Linked DNA regions of Pan troglodytes: region 2 is linked to region 1. Evidence: chromatin contacts called from public HiChIP or PLAC-seq data. All regions are on one chromosome and are shown on one strand. The core of a region is the stretch at or near the end of the contact, and the rest is flanking DNA. Distances in the headings are between cores, read along the strand shown. Region 1 holds the start of BEAN1 (brain expressed associated with NEDD4 1). Region 2 holds the start of CMTM3 (CKLF like MARVEL transmembrane domain containing 3).

Region 1 (6,742 bases), core at 3,044-5,543:
AAAAAAAACTAGGGAATATATTAATACATAGCAAAAGATTAGAAAGGACAGAACACAGACAGAAAGAACACTAATGTGTTCACAGTCATTGTGCTCTCTGGGCAATAGTGGGATTAAGGAGGATTTTTATGCTTTTTACATTTTTAATGATTTTACAATTTATTTCTTACAATGAACATGTATGACTTTAATAACAATCTGAAAAATCATTAAAATGAAGACTCAAAAAAACATTTTGTGCTAACAAAATGAAAAGCAATTAAGTGAATAAGTCAGTGATCGTTAATTCATTAGAAGTTGTGGGGTTTTTGTTTGTCTGTTGTCAAGAGCCAGGGTTGCCTAGGCTGGTCTTGAACTCCTGGGCTCAAGAGATCCTGCCTCAGCCTCTGGAGCAGCTGACTACAGGCATGTGCCACCATGCCGGGGTGTTCTCAAGGAAAAATTTTAAGGCTAATCTAATTGTCTTTGAACATGTCATTTGTTATTGGAAAAAATTTTTTTAATTTACTTGTCATTGAACTCACTGATAAGCTTTATTATAATACTAGAAAAATAATATCCATTGTTTTTAACCTTTATCAAATTATCCTTGGCACTTGAGCAAGTCCTACTTGCCAAATATTTGAGGGAATGGTTTCTGCTATTAACTTAACGTTTTATTTTCAATCAATCTATACACTTGGCAAAAATAATAACAATAATAGACCATATGTTGGTAAAACACTTTATAATTTTGGAAGGCACAATAAGTGCTGGGTACTAGTCTAGGCTCTGAGGATATAGTGAACAAAACAGTCAAAAGTCCTTTCTCTTGCAGTGCTCACATTATATTGATGTGGGCATACAATAGACAAATGAATAAGATATATAGATGTTGGAGGTAATAAGTGCTCTAGAGAAAAATGGAGAGAAGAAGGATAGGTAATGAACAGGGAACTGCTCTTTTAAATCAGTTTGATTACTGTTCAAACAGGAAAACAAAATACGAAGGTGTCTAAAAATTCTATAGCCTGTGGACAATTAACATATTCTTTTTCAGTTCTCAGACATAAAATGATTGAAGATGTACATGAAAGAATCATTCTAATAACTGATTACATGTCATCTAAATTACAATGTGATAATTATCAGTTTTACAAACGCATACAATTAGGATGAGTCATAGTGATGTTTTAATTATTCTATACCTGGCAGAATTAGATAGTCCTTAAACGTTTCAAGCCTCAGTGTTCTCATCAATAAAATGGGAACAAGTATAGTTCCTAAATCAGAGAGCTGGTTATCAGAATTCAAAGAGAAAATGCATACGTTTAGGAAACAGCGTGTGCGCAATGCATGTTCACAATGTTGACACCGCAGGCAGAGGTCCACTGGACATGGCTGTGTGCTATCTGTATATGATTTCTTCATCCTCACACTATTCTGGGAGGTGTGTAACATTTATTCCCATTTTCAAGAGGGAACTGAGGCTTTGAAAAATAAGTCACCTTCCCAGAACCACATGCTATAAACCCAGGCGGTCCGGCTCCAAAAAACTGCTCTCAGCCATGACTCTTGTTTGTGCCTGCTTGCTAATGGACTGCAGAAGCCCTCCTGGCCTCAGTTTCTCCCTTTAGGAGGCTGACAGCAGATGCCCCTCACCCTATCCTCTGAGTACTTCCAGGGCAAGAGTTTCAGACAATGGTCCTCTGAGGGTGTCCGGCTGATTATTCCTAAAGCCTGACAGTAAGGCCTGCATCCCCGTCACGTTCCCCACTGGCTGTGTTCCAAATCCTGAGCGAAGCAGGAGACTCAAGCCTAATTAGTTCCTGATTAACTCCTTTGGGAAGATGAGGAGTGAGGATTTTGGAAGACACAGCGACGTGACCCCTAGTGGGTGAATGGGGAAGGGGAGGGGGAAGCTACAGAGGAAGAAGAGGAGAGAGGGAGATTCCGTGTAGGAGGCCCCAGGTGGCAGCTCATCCTGCCTGTCTCACCAGGTGTACCCTGGCACCATGTGGACATGTTTCCTCATCTGAGATTCCTCCCCCATCCCTGTTCTGGGCAGCTGGGCCACAGGTGGCCAGGGACCAACATGGGTGTGAACTGGACCACTGCTTTCTTCCCATCACTCCTGCCCGCCCACCTGCTCCTTGCCACCTCCAGGATCCCAGCATCCTCCCCTATCCCCTGGGCCTATGCCCTGCTCTGCTCTGGGTCTAAGGTCCCAGCCACACAGACTGGAGCAAATCCCTTCCTGGGGACACCCTGCTCTGAAGTTTGAACCTCTCAGTCAATCACTGGCTCCATTTCCTCCCCGACATCCTTCATTTCTGGTGCCTCATGGCCCAGTTGCCTGGACGAATACATCATAGTCTGTGAAGAATCAAGGCTGGGACCCCTCAGACCCCTAGGCTGTCTCCCTGGTGCTTCTTGCTGCCTGTCTGAACCGTCACCATCGGTGTGTCCAAGCCACCTGACAGCCTGATGGCTCCTCAGGGAAAGCAATCCTCCACCCGGGAGAAGAGGGAGGTGTTAAATTCCCTTGTACAGAGCTCGAGCAATGGGTGGGTGCCCCTCTCTGGGGCAGCGGACACCAGCTAAGGGCAAGGAGGAAAAGGGTGCACCTTACAGTCAGATGCAGCCTTTTCACCCTGGAGAGAGATGGGAGGTAGCAGGGGAGAACTGGGCTGGGCGGTAGAGAGCCTTGGAGGAGGGAGCGTCTGAGAAAGGGTGGGCCCTAAGGAGAAAGTTTTGCTTTGCAATTAAATGTCAACAGCTTGGGGAATTCAAAGGCCTCCTTGGAGGGGGCTGGGAGCACCACTTCAGATTCAGAGGCACTCAATCTCAGCATCTACTGGTGCTGGACACCTCATGACACCTGTAGCCCACCACAATTGACCACTGGCTGCGTGCCAGGCACCAGGCTACATACCCCCACCAGCGTCATCTCATTTAATCCTCCCAATTCACCTTCCCCATGTTCCAGATGGGGAAACTAAGGCTCAGAGAGGTTTGTGTCTTGCTTAAGGTTGTACAGCCAGGAAGTTAGCCAAGCCCACCTTCTGGTTCCAAATCCCTTAAACATCCCGCTCACAACAGACTCCTGCTTACTTTCAGATGAGGAAACTGAGGCACAGGGTGGTGAAGTCTCTCGTTCCAGCAGAGCAGTTATGTTTGAGGAGTGAGTCCAGAGCGGCATGCTCTCGGCAGGGGCTCATCGGAAATCGTGGCTCAAGAGCAAGGATCCCTGAACCCCTGCCTCTCACACCAGTTACTTGCGCCCTCCCTTTCCCAGCCTGCGCCCGGCCACCCACGCCGGCACCCGCCCGAGATGGACAGGGCAGTCCCTGGTCCTCACCGCTCTCCAGCCTCCAGACCGCAGAGCCCGATAGGGAAGGAGGAAGGGCAGCGAGAGTCAGCCGGGTGTGGGGTGGGCCCTGCCCCTGGGGAGCGGCGGCAGTGCCACTCAGCGCTGCGCAGCCAGCCTGAGCTGCCGCCTCGCCTCGTACTCAGCCTCGGGTCCCTCTGACAGCGCAAGGGAAAGTCTGCCCCAAAGTGGGAGAAGGTGCGGAGGGCGCGCTCTCTCTCCCACGCTCGGTGCTGAGACAGAGGCACGGAGACAGGGGCATACCCCAGGCGACCTGCTCGTCGAAGGGTCAAACTTCCTAGCTCAAAGGGGTGCGGGTGGGTTCAAACTCCAAACTCCGTGAAGCCCCAGCCCCTTTCCTCTCCCACCCCGGCCGAGAATGCGCCCTAGTTTTCCCTTCTTGGTTGGGTTGTTCAGGGGTCCCCAAAACCGAGGGCAAGCTGCTGGGGAGGCTGTCTTGGGTTCCCCAAATGGGGTTGATGCTCGTCGGGGACTCGAGTCAGGCAGAAAACCTGGATACCTCCCCTTCCCCGAGGCCCGAGGGCGCGATCAGGGTCAGCCTCGGCTCGCGCAGATCCCAGTGGCCAGCCCAGGGTCGAGGGTCCGCGGGAGACCCGGGATCCCGCTCCGTTCCGAGCGCGCTGCGGTTCCGTTCCGGACCGCGCATCCGCCCGCCCCGCGCACCGAGGCTCCGCGCGGCGCGCCCCCGGGTGTGTCGTTCGCCGGTACCACCGCAGAGCGCGGGGGAATGGGGCCGGGACCCCCCGCCCGCCCATCCCCCGCGCCGCCCAGCCCCACGCCCCTTACTCGGCTTGGCTGCAGCGCTCCGCTCCGTGCGCCGCAGTGCCGGCTCCAGCTTCGGCTCCAGCTCCGGTTCCCGCTCCGGCTCCGGCTCCCAGTCCGGTTCCCGCTCGGAGGCCACTGCGCTCGGGCTCGGGCGTCGCGGGGGGCGCGCCGCTACGCTTCGGCCTGCTGGGCGCGCAGGGGCGGGGCGGGGCGGGCCAGGCGGGGCCAGGCGAGCCGGGCCGACCAGCCGCCCGCGATCCCGGGCCGAGGCAGCGGCGGCGGCGGCTTCCCAGGCCCCGGCCCCGGCCCCGGCCCTGGCCCTGCCCTGCCGCAGCCCCGCCCGGCCGCCCGTCGTCCCCGCGCCGCCGCCCACGCCACCGTCACCGGCCCCGGCCCCCCTCGGCGGCGGCGCGGCTCCCGGGCCTCAGCACCGCGGCGCCGCGGCCCGGGTCACTCCGAGATGCGGGGGGGGGGGGGGGGGCGGGGGGCGCGGGTGCGGGGGAGGGCCGAGCCGCGCCCCTTTGCGCACAGCCAGCCCGACACCCACACAGCAGCAGGCGGGGCAGGGCGGCGAGGAGGCCGGGAAATGCGGGAGGCCGACGCTCCAGTCAGACGTGTGAAGAGGACACACAGGCGTGTGTAGGGAATGACACACGGACGCGAGCGGGGAGCCACTGACACGTGCAGAGAAGGGTAGACAAACGAGGTGTCAGGGAAGGACAGCCAGACAGGTTGGACCGAGGCTAGGCTGGGCATTTGAGCAGGGGACCCCTGTCGCGGGCAAAGAGCAAAGTGCGGGATGGAGAGGGGGACCCAGCGTGGCTGGGCCGTTGGCAGGGGCAGGCGAGCCTGGCAGGGCTTCCCGCTCGCGGTTGCTGGCAGGTGAGTTTTGGGATTCCAGCTAGGCCTGGCCCAAACCTTCCTTCGGAGCCACCAGCAGGCCTGTTTCCTTCACCCCGTCACCCTCCCTGTGCCCCCGTTCCCCGCTGCCCAAACGTCAGGGCATAGAGCTCAGCCCTGGCAGGTGGAAGCCGGCCCCGAGGGGATGCCTGGCTCAGGCCGGGGTTCCAGGCTTCCAGGACCTGCTCTGTCCCCACCCTGCTTTGGGGCCTTGGACGAATCGCAGCCCATCTCTCAGGCCTCCCTGTCCTCATTAGGATATTGCTCCCAATGATTGCACCCCTACTGTGTTGGGGTGCTCGCCAGCATGGAGGAGTTATTTATTTAACCTCCGCCACTTGCCTGGGAGCGCCAGGAGGGCAGCGTCTGGGTAGGGCTGCGGGGGTCTGCACAGAGTGGGCACTCAGTGAATTTGCTGCAGGAATTGATGAAATGTGTTGTTGCTGACACTCTCTGAACCACTACTGTTGATGAGGAAACTGGGGCTTAGGAGGCAAGGGGAGTCAAAAGCTGGGTTTGTTTCAAAACCGAAAGCCTTGTCACTGGCGGGAAAGTGGTCCTCAAAAATAAAGCATGGTGACAAAGGGCTGAACATGTTGATGCTAAACCTTGGGGAAGCAGTGAAGCCATGGGGATGTTGTGGAAGGGAAAGTTGGCCAGGGACTGGCCTTGCAGGGAGGATGGGGCAGAGCAGGCTCCAGTGGAGAAAACAAACCTCACTCGACCCCAGCCCTGCCAGTCATCACGTCTTGGGCTTCCCTGGGGCCAGGCAGGGGAAGCTGCGTGGTCTAGGGCTTGGGTGCTTGAGGACATCTCCCAGCCTCCTCTGGTAACTGTTCATTCTGGGCTCTGCTCCCTGCACTATTTACCGCCCCACCCCGCCCCCACTCCCCGCCCTCCTGCAGGCTGGGGCTGTCACGGGGACATCAGCTCTGAGTAAGGGATGAGGCTAGAATAAAGGGAAACAATTCTCAGAGAACCGAGGAAGGGGACCTGAGAGACCCTTTGTCCAACCTCATGCATTTATTTTATGAATGAATAAATGAAGGATCAGAGAAAGGAGGGGATAGGCTAGGGTCAAAGAGGTAGGATTGGAGGCTCTACAACTCCCAAGCTAGGGCTGTGCCCACGGTATAACCTTGATCTCTCTGAGGACACCTGCTGACCCTTCCAGGATGGATATTCTAGTTGTTGAGTGGTTTTGCCTGTAAGCTGCCCCCTTTGGCAAGACTCTGTGTGTGTTTGTGTGTGTGTGTGTGTGTTGTGGGGGTGGGGGGACCAGGGATAAGTGTGTGTGGCACACTTTGAGTGAGTCCTTGCGGAAGGTCCTAGCCCTAAAGAGTTAATTCCCGTCCACTCCCCTATTTGTGCATCACTGGCCTGGCAAATCTGGCTTGCTCCTCAGACTGGAACCAGGACTGTTTTCCAGTGGTGTTGGGTGTAGCTTCAGGGAGCTGGCTTATGACGGCGTGCCCACCAATCTCTGTGTGTCTATGTATCCATCCACAAATATATATTAGTGTAGGGCACTTGGAAAATACAAAAGGAAAAAGAAGAAAAGAAAATCCAGTCATTGTGAATATTGAGCTTTCCTGTTTTCCTTTCTTTTTACTTGTGTAACTCTACAAGAGTCCTTAAATGGAGTGAGCTTGCTGACTGATATCTCCTCTCCTATGTCACACTTTTGGTGGCTACCTAGCATAGGAT
Region 2 (6,742 bases), core at 2,185-4,684, 180 kb before region 1:
AATGATAAGAAAGGAACATCTAACAGAGGGTGCGTTGGCACTGACACCTCAGGCTCTGCTGCCTTATTCATACAGGGCCAGCTGTGAAAGGTGGGGCCAGCTGTACTTGAACTACAAGAATCAAAATGTTCACTGTGGTCTTGCCCACAACTCTGTAGGTGGGAAGAGCTGATGCAGGAGGATGTCGAGCCCTGGGCAGTCCTGCAGCCCAGGTGCGCTGCAGAGCAGGCCAAGGTGACCTGTTGGCCAGCCTGGGGCTCCACAGTGCCTGGTACCCTGAGGCTCACGGGCATCTCCTCTGACCCTCACATCCACCCATGAGCACAGCCCCACTTTACAGATGAGAAGACTCTGTCACATGGCTAATCAGAGGCTACTAGAATTTGAACCCAGGGCTGGCTGACCCCCCAGATAGAGTTATCTTACCTCCGCCCCAGAGATGGAGTCTTGCTCCGTCTCCCAGGCTGGAGTGCAGTGGCACGATCTCAGTTCACTGCAACCTCCACCTCCCGGGTTCAAGTGATTCTCCTGCCTCAGCCTTCCCGAGTAGCTGGGATTACAGGCGCCCGCCACCAAACCCAGCTAATTTTTTTATTTTTAGTAGAGACAGGGTTTCACCATGCTGGCCAGGCTGGTCTCGAATTCCTGACCTCAGGCGATCCACCCACCTCGGCCTCCTAAAGTGTTGGAATTACAGGCATGAGCCACCACGCCGGGCCCAGGTAGAGTTCTTAAGCAACTTGGCACTGTGGGTGTTGGGGAGGCCATCTGTCCCTGGTTTCTGTCACTGTGGCTGCGTTTGAACATGTCTATGGCTGAGTAGTTTCTAGTGGGTGCAGGAGTCCCCATGGGGACACCCAGATGCCCCACAGGAAGCACTGTGGCTGCTTCAGACAAATGAACTGCAGGGATCCCAGGGGGTCCCCAGAGCACCCCCATTTGCTCTGCACATGGCCTTGGGTGCAGCTGAGCCCCCTTTGGAAAGATAGACTAAGGCATAGAGACGGGCTGGGAGGCTGCTGGGGCCTCCCAGGAAGGCCTTCCATGGGACTGACCCAGCTCTGGCCCTCCCCTTCCTGTCTCCTATGCCTGCACCCCAAAGCCTAATTCTGGGGATTCCCCTCTCAATTCCTGTTTTTTCACCCCGCGATTTCTGGGGCCACTTCCTCTCTCTGTTTCTGTCCATCTCAGCCTCTGCACTTGCTTGGCCTGGGGGTGGGAGTGAGGGGACTAGGGAGGCAGGAGTGCCCTCAGCGGCTCCTGTGAACCCTGAGTGCTGACCGTTGACCCTTCCTTATCCTCCCTGACCTGGATTCCTGACATCTGCTGGGCCCAGGGTGGCCTCTATGCTCCTGCTGGACATATGCCTCCCCCTTATGAGGTGGTCCTGGGTGGGGATGGGGGGGTTCAAGCCACTCTGGGGACGGTGGATTCGAGGCTTCTCCCCTCAAGTGGCTCCCAGTGGTCTCCAGGGTGGGGCTGGGAGTGTGGGCTCGGAGTGTGGCATTGGTGTCTCACTTGGGCGTTGGGCAGGTGGCTTCTGGGCTGACCGTGGGAGAGGCTGCAGGACCACCTTAGGCCCTCTGCCCTGAGCGACCAGGGAGAGGTCCCGGAGCAGAATCCCCCTTCCTCCTGCCCCCACCCTCCGGGCCGCTCTCACTGGGCCCCTCAGTTGAGCCACCTGTCAAATCAGGCGCCTGAGCGCTCTCATCTGTAAAGTGGGGACAAGGGCAGGAAGCGCCAAGTCCCTGGGATCTAAGCAACAAGTGGCCGCCGCCGTGCGCCGCTCTCTCCTCCCGCCTCCCCCGGTCTCCGGCCCGGCCTCTCCCTCCCCATCCCCGGCGGCCCAGCGCCACCCCTACCCCACAGCGGACAGTGCGGGCGCCTCCGGTGTCCAGAGGACAAAGAAGCCCCACCGGCCGGGGTGGGGGCGAGGGCGGAGTAGGAAGGAGCCCGGCCGCGGAGGGGAGGAGGGCGATGAAGTCACCGCGGGGCCGCCTCACCCAGTCCCGGGGGTGGGGGATCCCTCCCGCTCCGCACGGCCCCCCGCCCGCTCGGCCCTGCAGGTCGAGGCCCCGGCCTGCACTACCCGCGCGCAGGAAAGCGGACCCCGCTGCGGCCCGGGAGTCCCGGAGGTCCGAGTTGCCCGAGTCCCCGGGGCCCAGAGAGGGCGGGGGCGCCTGGCTCACACAGCAGGACCCACATCCCCGGGCCCCACCCACTTCCCACGGCCCCCAGCTCTGGACTCGCGGGGACAGCGCCGCGGATGGCCTGGGCTCGGGCCCCGCCCCGCCGTCCAAAGTTTGGGGACCTCGACCCAACTTCGCCAGGCGCCCGAGAGAAGTCGGCCGAGGCGGCGCGGAGAGGGGGTATCGGAGCACGGCGGCCGCCCCCGGACCCCACCCGCGCCCCGACGTCCTCCTCCGAAAGGAGCCGCGCAGTCCCAGCGGGGCGGCCGAGGGTCCCGCCGCACTCACCGACTCGGCCAGCAGGAGGCGGCCTTTGAGAGAGCAGAGGAAAGCCCGCGCCGGCAGCAGGGCGCGGAGCCCGGGGACCGCGGGGCCGGGACGGGAGCCGCCGGCAGGCTCGGGGTCCGGGTCGGGGTCGGGGTCGGGGTCTGGGGGCCACATGGCGGCGGCGGCGGTACGGCCGGGGCTCGGCCTGGCTCCCCTCTTCTCGCGCCCGGAGGGAAGCGGAAACCCGGGCTGTGCGGAAGGAGGGCAGGCGACACTGGCTCGCGCAGGGGCGCATCCCCCGCCGCCACGCCCCGCCCCGCCCCCACCCGCTCCTCCAGCCCGCCCCTCCCCCTCGGACCCCGGCTGCGGGGGATGCTGGGCCCGACCCGCCCCCTCCCCGGCCTGGGGCCTCCGCAGACTCCACCTTCTTCTTCACCCTGGTTCGGGCCGCTGGAGACCTCCCGATCACCGCCCCGGCACCCCTTCGGAGCTCCCACCCGTCTGCCCCTATCCAGAAGGGCTGTCTATACTCGCTGTCTCCGGTCTAACTTCCTGCCCGTGCGCGTGTCTGGGATCCGGGAACCCAGGCGTCTAAACAGCAAAGACCCCGGCCGTGATGTCGGCTCCGCAACCCATGCCCTCTCTTTTTCTTGGGGGCCGGAGTTTTCTTGCGACTTTCTTGGCCACCCCTCCTGTCCCCGGCCAGCCCCACCCTCCTCCAGGGCCTCTTTGTTGGCTGTTCCAGGCCTCGGTCCTGCACCCGCCTCCCCCAACCCATTCTCAGAGGACTCTCAGACCTGCAAGCACAGCTCCAGGCACACACACAGACACACACACACGCGCGCGCGCGCAAACACACACAGGCACGCACATCTGCAGGACTTCCTGACCTGCAGTCCCCCCACCCCAACACATCTCTCTCTCTCTCACACACACACACACTCCACACGCACATGCGTGCACATCTAGAGAGCGTCTGGAGTTCAGCGTGATCAAGACCCAGCTTCCTGTGCCTCTGCGAAGGGCACTGCCCCCTCCTTTCCTTCCACCTGACTAGCGGAGACCTGCGGGTTGTCCTTGTCCCTCTTCACCGGCAGTCTGTAACCAAGGTCCTCCCACTTTCACCTCCTATAACTTTCTCTGATCTCTGTCTACTTCTCACCACCACTAGATCCGAAACCATTCCTGCCTGCTCCCCGCTGAACTGCTGTGATGGTGTCTTTAAGAGGTTTTCTCTCTGGGCAGCCGGGGGAGAGCTTATGGCACAGTACTGCGCACCCTTGACATAACTAACTCCATCTTAGAAAAAGACTTCATTTTATATTTCATAGGGTGCTTTGCCAACAAGGGCAAGATGTTTTGTTTAATAAAAAATAGAAGGTCAGGCGCTGTGGCTCATGCCTGTAATCTCAGCACGTTGGGAGGCGGAGGTGGGTGGATCACGAGGTCAGGAGTTCGAGACCAGCCTGGCCAATATAGTGAAACCCCGTGTCTACTAAAAATACAAAAATTAGCTGGGCGTGGTGGCACCGTGCCTATAATCTCAGCTACTCAGGAGGCTGAGGCACAAGAATCGCTTGAACCCGGGAGCCATAGGTTGCAGTGAGCCAAAATCACACCACTGCACCCCAGCCTGGGCGACAGAGCAAGACTCTGTCTCAAAAAATAAAAAAATAAAATAAATAAAGACTGCATCCAACCAGATAAGGACACAAAGAAGCACACTGTTCCTCGACCATTTCTCACCAGAGCACTCTGTGACTACAAAACAGCAGCCCAGCAGCCTTAACTGACAACCATCCCACTGCCATTCATAAGAACTCTGCATCTGCCTCCCAAGGCTCTGCCCCTCAAAGACTCTGCAAGACCCTCAAGCCCAGACCAGGATTCCTTTTGTCTTCTTCCTTACCCTGGAACTGGTTCCTTAACCCTTTCTCCTATCTCTTTTTCTCTTGATGTTAAATGCTACTTTGTTTGTTGTGGAATGTTTATAACATTTACATGTGGATTAAGTATACTATTATATATGGTTTGCAATATTGACTGACTTGTGGAGTGGCTTGAGCCCATGTGCTCACTACTGAGTGAACGAGAAGTACTAAGGAAAATTGGCTCCTTGGGTCTGGGTGCAGTGGCCCATGCCTATAATTCCAGCATTTTGGGAGGCTGAGGCAGGCAGATCACCTGAGGTCAGGAGTTCGAGACCAGCTTGGCCAACATGGCGAAAACCCATCTCCACTAAAAATACAAAAATTAGCTGGGCGTGGTGGCACAGGCCTGTAACCCCAGCTACTTGGGAGGGTGAGGCATGAGAATCACTTGAACCCAGAAGGCAGAGGTTGCAGTGAGCTGAGATCGCACCACTGCACTCCAGCTGCACTCCAGCCTGGGCGGCAGAGTGAGACTCTGTATGAAAGAAAAAAGAAGAAGAAGAAGAAGAAGCAAATTGGCTCCTTGGGATAGCTCGTGGCTTTTGTTTTTTTTTACCCTTGGGTATAGGGTGAATAAAAATCTGACATTGTGGAAAGACACAAACACGTGTGGACCTAGTTATCTCTTTTTTCTTTCTTGAGACAGAGTCTCACTCTGTCACCCAGGCTGGAGTGCAGTGGCATGATCTTGGCTCACTGCAACCTCCACCTCCCAGATTCAAGGGATTCTCATGCCTCAGTCTCCCAAGTAGCTGGGATTACAGGCCTGTGCCACCACACCCAGCTAATTTTTGTATTTTTAGTAGAGACAGGGTTTTGCCATGTTGGCCAGGCTGGTCTTGAACTCCTGGCCTCCAACAATCTTCCCGCCTCGGCCTCCCAAAGGTTTGGGATTACAGGCGTGAGCCACTGCACCTGGCCGGACCTGGTTATCTCTAGACCTTGTACCACTCATGACAATCACCAGTCATTGATCACTTTTGAGGGCAGCCGTGGCTCCAGACAACCTGCTGCTATCATCACCCAGCTGCAGCAGGGAGGCATGGCCTGGGCTGCACACTCCATGGAGCAGGCAGGAGTCCTGCTCTCCCAGGTGCAGCTGCAGCTACCCAAACTGCAGCTGCAGAATGGGGCCTCCTCCACGGGGCAGACAGGAGCCCTGGGACCCCCTTTCCCACAGCTACAGCTGCCCAAACCACAGCTGCAGGCTCAGGCATCCCTGTACTCTTAGGGGCCCAGGAAGGCCCCCACCTGCCCTCCCAGGCTCGGAAGTGCCTTCTCCTGCTGCCTGGCTTCTTCCTGCTGTGGACACCTGCTCTGATCTGGGAGCAAAGTTGGGGCAAGCCTGGGCTTCATGAATGGCAGCAGGAGGCAGACAGATTCCTGGGTGGAAGGGGGCAAGTCCCATTGAGGCCCCACCTTCGGGCCAGGGAGGGCCTGAAGGCTGGGGGCCAGGCTGCCACTCCGACTGACCAGAGTGGGAACTTGTACCTCCTTTTCTGACCCACCCATGGCTGCCCATAGATCAACTGGGCTCACACTTCCTCCACTCTGAGGCCCATAAAAGCCCCAGTCTCAGCCAGAGCTGCGCAGAGGTTGGGAGGACCAGCTACAGAGAGGAGCCACACTCTCCAGGGCCTCCTCTCTGCTGAGAGCTGAACACTCAACAGAGCTGAACATCTCTGTAGGGATGACCTCCCTACAGAGAAGAGCTACCCACTGTCAGTCTCCTCTGAGCTTTCTAACACTCAGTAAACCTCCTTGTTGACTTGTTGTCCCTCCACTTGTCTGTGTACCTCATTCTTCCTGGATGCAAGACAAGAACTCCGGCAAAGGTGCCACTGGCCACAGAGGTTTCCAACCAGAAAATTAACACCCCAAAGATCCTGTAACACTTCCATCTCCTCCCCACAAAGATAAACACACACACACACACACACACACACACACACACACACAAACCGTGGGAGCTTCCCATCCTGCACAGGGTCTTAGTATAGAAGGAAAATATAACTGCTTGCTGTGCTTCCCTCCCCTGCCTCTCCCATGGACCTCTTACAGTTCCTGGAACAAACTATGGTCCCTCCTGCCACAGAGCCATTGTCCATGCTGACCCCTCTACCCAGAATGCTTCTCCACCTTCTTCTCTAATTAACTCCTCCTTATTCTTCAGTGACTATAGTGCAGTATTGCTTCCTCAGAGAAGCCTTTCTTGACATTCATTTATTCATCCAACAGCAGTGCCTAGGGTACAGCAAGGCCCCAGCTTTTTCTGCTGCTGCTGGTGATGGTGGTGGAATAAACACTAAACATATCCAGAGAATCCTGAATAAGGTGTTCCTGGTAATAGATAAC

The links. HiChIP or PLAC-seq counts read pairs in DNA pulled down with a chosen protein or histone mark.
Region 2: an H3K4me3 HiChIP or PLAC-seq map of stem cell-derived excitatory neurons shows a contact between it and region 1, with 2.9 times the contacts expected there. The contact joins the promoter of CMTM3 here to the promoter of BEAN1 in region 1. A contact is called at or near these places in 1 of 7 Hi-C or Micro-C datasets (blood) and 1 of 1 datasets of contacts at active chromatin or transcription factors (stem cell-derived excitatory neurons).

What each region holds. Positions count from the first base shown.
Region 1 is chr18:64,456,158-64,462,899 of NHGRI_mPanTro3-v2.0_pri, reverse strand. It overlaps BEAN1 (brain expressed associated with NEDD4 1), which reads right to left and starts at 4,293. Exons shown (of 5, transcript XM_016929969.3): 1 at 4,157-4,293.
Region 2 is chr18:64,630,509-64,637,250 of NHGRI_mPanTro3-v2.0_pri, reverse strand. It overlaps CMTM3 (CKLF like MARVEL transmembrane domain containing 3), which reads right to left and starts at 3,434. Exons shown (of 6, transcript XM_016929977.3): 1 at 2,987-3,434; 2 at 2,478-2,705. The coding sequence starts at 2,630. All of the region lies in intron 4 of CMTM4 (CKLF like MARVEL transmembrane domain containing 4), which reads left to right.